Linked DNA regions of Xenopus laevis: region 2 is linked to region 1. The links are chromatin contacts, called in public Hi-C maps. All regions are on one chromosome and are shown on one strand. The core of a region is the stretch at or near the end of the contact, and the rest is flanking DNA. Distances in the headings are between cores, read along the strand shown. Region 1 overlaps pi4ka.L (phosphatidylinositol 4-kinase alpha). Region 2 holds the start of ube2l3.L (ubiquitin-conjugating enzyme E2 L3).

Region 1 (2,700 bases), core at 181-2,680:
TGGGGCCTTTCCTGATAACGGATCTTTCTGTGATTGGGATCTTCATATCTTCAGTCTACTAGAAAATCTTTTAAGCATTACATAAACTCAATAGGCTGGTTTGCTTCCAGTAAGGATTAATTATATCTTAGTTTGAAAAAAAGTACAAGATTCTGTTTTATTGTTACAAAGAACATGGAAATAATTTCCAGGGTTGATCTCACAGTTAGAAGGAATCCTGTCACCAATCACTAAAACTATTATGAATGTGTGTCATTTTCCTAATTTCTTTCTGAATATTTCAGGTTGATTTCAAGTTCAGGTTGTTTTATTACCTGCATTGTTAGTTCATTCTGTTCTGTATTATCATAACCAACTACTAACAAGTAGGAGACTGTGATAAACTGGCTTAGACCCAGCGGCTCATGCTTCTATCATACCTTACAGCTAAGTAGCCACGCACGCACATCTCCATGAACCATTTGAAAGGTGTGGCTTCCATCTTGCCTCCCATAATCATTACCATCTCATCAGTCAGCTTTATATCTGGCTCCCATCCCAGGTTGCCCCCCGGGGAGCTCTCAAACATGAAGCCAAAATCTGTAGGAAGAAAATACACTATACTGTCAGAAGGGTGGCACAGAAGAGAAGGAAAACTTGGTACTGATAATGAGAGACTGGCAAGTAGGTTTGCCACCTTTTCTGGAAAAAAATACCGGCTTTCCTATTTATTTATCTTTTTTCCCTATTAATAACATTGGGAGCAACCATCATTTTTACCGACCAGGCCGGTAAAATACCAGCCAGGTGGCAACCCTACTGGCAAGAGATAGGGACATGTAATAAGAAAGAAAGATGCTAATTATAAGGGGAAAATCGGTTGGAATTGTTCTTATTAGTGCAGAACATGACATGTAGATAGTGTAGAACTAACCAATGTGTATAATATGCCCCTTTTTATCCAACATGATATTTCCATTATGTCGATCTTTAATCTGGAGCAGAAACAGCAGGAGGCTGTAGGCTGCCATACTTCGGATAAAGTTATATCGAGCCTGAGGAAAAAAAGTGAGGGTGTTAAATGCAATTTCTAAGAAATGCAAATTATGAACTCTGAGACTAAACAGGAGCTGAAACAATGTACCTTTTGGAATGCGAGAGCGGACTCGTCCCCATACTGCCGAGTGAAATAATCATACATGCCAAAATCTGTTTGACGACCAAGCTGGTCCCGCGAGGTGCAGTCTGGTATACATTCAATAACTCCACACTGTAATGAACATAGTAAGAATGCTTCCTAAATATTCTGCTTCTGTACAACCTGCCAAAACTACATACATGTACGATTTGTCTTCTTGAGCAACAGAACATTAATCAAAGATCCAACAAAATGTTCTTTCTTAGACAACACTGTGTGTGTGTGGGATCAATCAAAATACAGTCAGCAGTTGATTGGTGTGTTTAGAGGGTCACTGCCTGACCGGGAGTTGGACTTGGACCTGTATAGTTTGGTTATTCCTATGCAGCCAATCCCCATTTTCACAGCTTTTCCATTCAGAATACACAGATCATACAATATGTTTATGTGGGTTGTATACTGAAGACTAAAACTAGCCAAACTGGGCTGATTCTTCATTCTTTTCAGTATATTTTTTAAACCCCACTGTGTAATAACTGCCCCCTGGGTTGAGCTTCTTTCATGTACATAGCTGTAACTTCAGACCTTAGTTTTTTTTATGGGTAATGCTTTATTGTTTTGATATGGAATAAAAGAAACCAAAACAACACATTGTTAGAATAATGTGTTGGTGCTTCAGTTAAAATGTATACATGACAATTGGCTGCTTGTCAATGACAAACATAGTAGAAGTTACAGGGACAATACAGGGTGGATAAAACAGTGCAGAGCTAAATGGCGACTAAAGGCAAACCACTGAATCTTTACCAAAGTTGTGTGAAGGATCCTTGACCTCCCAGTCCACTGAAAACAAACCTAATGGACTGACCATAAAGTGGGAGTAAGACAAGCTAATTAAAGAGAACATATACCACCCCTTCATGAAATGAGCTCATTCAGCTGGGTTTATAAAGAAAAGGCACATAAACACTATCTGAACACATACAGATATAAGTTATTTTTTTAATATGCAAACATACTTGGTTCCACAGGAAACCATGATACTTGTACAAGCAATTTGCTTGTACCCTAAGGGTAGGGACACACTGGGCGATTTGGGGAGATTTAGTCGCCTGGCGACTAATCGCTGCGACTTTCCACGACCAATCTTCCCCGAATGCCTCCCCTCGCTCTGCGCCTGGCTAAAATGAAAAATCGCCTGCGCTAATCACACGCGGCGATTCGTTTTCCGAAGTCGCCCGAAGTTTCCTCGTGAGGCAACTTCGGGCGATTTCGGAAAACGAATCGCCGCGTGTGATTAGCGCAGGCGATTTTTCATTTTAGCCAGGCGCAGAGCGAGGGGAGGCATTCGGGGAGAAAAGTCGCGGCGATTAGTCGCCAGGCGACTAAATCTCCCCAAATCGCCCAGTGTGTCCCTACCCTTAGTGTTGAGGATACAGTAGGGGCCTATTTGTCACCTTCCTATTGTTTGGGAGTTAATGACATTTGGTTCTGGGCCCATTAGCTCTAGTTATGGCAGTGAATTGAAGAACAAACAGCATATAAAGTAATGAACTGTGGGCTGCAAACCATAGAGCTTACAG
Region 2 (2,700 bases), core at 108-2,607, 100 kb before region 1:
ACCTGCCTTAAGGGAGCATTTAGATTAGATTCAAATAAATTGTGTACACGTTAGTATCAATTATAGGGCCATCATCACTAAGTGAAATAAATATTTGTTGTTATTAACGGAGCTTGATGTTCAATATCTATATACATATGGGTTGCCCACGAGCTGCTAGTATCCAACAACTGGTGACTGTGAAAGCCACTGCTTGCTCAACCTTGGTATACTGCACAGTGTTTGTGAATAAGTGTATAAGGAGGTCTGGGTACTACATCTACAACATGGCAAGAACATGAATGTTATAGGCACATTGGATGAACCATGTGTGGAGCCTGTAAAGTGTTGTGTAAAAGTTTTCTTGGATTCCAACTTCCTTATCTGAGAGAGAGGCTGTATGTTGAACACTTGCTATTCCCTACTATAAAGCTGCTCACACGGGGGTTTCCATTCCAGTTTACACAGGTTTCATTTGGGCAAGCAGCATGGGAGTTTCAAGTAGTATTTATGAAGTGCTAATAAAGAAACGCCTGTCAGAGCTGAATAAACTGATCAATTTGAGAAAGTGAAAGTAAACGATGCTAATAAAATAATTTCCCTTTTTAACCGATAAGCAGTACATCAAAATGGTGGTTGAAATAATACACGTTTCGACAACTTTCGAGTCATTTTCCCAGCCCAAGGCTTAAATCATCGCACGGGGCCCACCTCCTTAAACCACAAGCGTGCGCCCAATACAGACAAGAACTGTGGAAGCGCTGCCCGGCGCCCATATGACGCCCTATTTGAATCTGTATCTAAAGGTGATTAATGCGCGTCTGACCGATTATCAGGAATAATACGCCGCTGTTAGACGCTTCGGGGGCTCCGCTGCCACATCTCTGCTGTCAGACTTCCCCACTCAGCACAGGTCAGTGGATTAGATATAAGGGGACCGAACCAGGAACTGCTCGGGGATAGCTCAGCATTTTCTGAGTTAACTAAAGCTGATCACACCCACCCGTCCTTACACACCCTCTTCCTGTGACATGGGACCAAGGAGTGCCGGACCGGCGACGGCGCAGGGTGAGGCCGGGAACTTGTAGCCCAGCTTTAGCAGGTGTGCGCATCTTTCTATATGATGTCAGAACTTGGTACTGGCTTGGCCCGTGACAGGACTTCGATATAAGTTGCCTTAACACAATCAAACGAATGAAAGAGACACCCTATTTCCCCCATTACCTTCATCAGCCTCCTGCTGGCCGCCATCTTGGATCTGAGGAAAGCTCCCACAATGCATCACGGCTAAAGGGCCGGCACTTCCTGGTGCGCCTGGGACGGGTCACCGGGTAACCGCGGGAGGGAATGGGTCTATTGATAAAGGGCTTTGCCCGACACAGACAAGTCGTGAAATAAAACTTTTTACAATAAATCTGCAAGTGCCTGGCTCTATTTCGCTTATACTAATATATTTGCCTTTTATGGACAAAGACAGGGCAGAAGGCACGCAAAAGGCAACCAGTTATCTATATACAGTATTGATACTCCCAAGTCGTGGCCCATTCTTTCACCTTCAGTTATCTGTGAATTTGTGTAATACCTGAAACGAGTGAGGAAGGCTAGTGGGATATCTGATTGCGAGTTTACCGTAGCTGCAATAAAATATACCCTCGTTTTATTTTAGGGATGCACCAAATCCACTACTTTGGATTCAGCCGAACCCCCAAATCCTTTGCGAAATTAGGGGTGGGAAGGGGAAAACATTTTTACTTCCATATGCAAATTAGGATTCGGTTCGGTCGGGTAGAAGGATTCGGTGCATCCCTATTTTATTTTAACAGAAAGTGCTTTGTAGTCGTCACATTTGATTCAAAATCCCACATATTGTTCGAAAGCTAAACTCTACTCTTTATGAAAGTGTTTACAATGTTGGTGAAGTGTGCAAAATTTCAGGCGATGTGTGTAATAAATTGTTCAAGTTTTATAATTACCAGGCATTTATAATTGAATCACATAGTGAACAGAAGTGTGCAGGCCAGTTACAACATACAGAACAATATTTAGATAAAGAGACAGCTGACTAGGGATCTATTGAGTCTAATTTACAGGTCTTAAAGGGATGGTTCACCTTGAGGTTAACGTTTAGGGACAAATTCACTAAGCGCCGAAAATACGCTAGTGATGCCTTTGCCGCACTTCGCCAGGCGTAGTATCGCCAGGGCGCAGCTAATTCACTAAAATCCGAAGTTGCGCTCAGGGCAAGCGTAAGGTTGCGAAGTTGCGCTAGCGTTAATTCGTCAAGCAAAGCGAAGTTACGCTAGCGATGCCTAATTTGCATACGGCGCCAAGTTAAAGTAGAATGGACGTATATGTAGCAGCAAATACATTACACTACACAAGCCTGGGAAAGCTTTATAAAATAAAATAGAGTTGTTATTTTGCCCTATACATGTGCCCACTGTATAGTTTAGGTGCCATATGTTAGGAAATGTAGGGGGGAAGGAGGGTACTTCCAAAAAAATTTACGATCTTTTTTAGCCTATCACCCTTAAAAAAGTAAAAGACACCAGCATCTTTTTTTGAAGCAAGCCCTATCTACTCTATTGCACTTCGCCTCGTCTGAGGTGGCGAAGGCAAGTCTGGCGCAAGAGGTAACGTTTAGTAAAATGCGCAAGTTAGCGTAGTTAAGTCCCTTCACCATAGCGCAACTTCGCCTGGCATAAGGGTGCAAAGTAGCAC

What was found. A called contact is a pair of places that touch in the nucleus more often than the background predicts.
Region 2: a contact with region 1 is called in a Hi-C map of the XL177 cell line, with 2.2 times the contacts expected there. A contact is called at or near these places in 3 of 4 Hi-C or Micro-C datasets (the XL177 cell line, the XTC cell line and animal cap).

The regions. Positions count from the first base shown.
Region 1 is chr1L:166,794,476-166,797,175 of Xenopus_laevis_v10.1, reverse strand. It overlaps pi4ka.L (phosphatidylinositol 4-kinase alpha), which reads right to left. Exons shown (of 57, transcript XR_005962038.1): 51 at 1,124-1,249; 52 at 914-1,034; 53 at 420-579. Among protein-coding and RNA genes, the nearest start is that of serpind1.L, 36 kb to the right of the region's middle.
Region 2 is chr1L:166,895,828-166,898,527 of Xenopus_laevis_v10.1, reverse strand. It overlaps ube2l3.L (ubiquitin-conjugating enzyme E2 L3), which reads right to left and starts at 1,357. Exons shown (of 4, transcript XM_018262049.2): 1 at 1,204-1,357. The coding sequence starts at 1,230.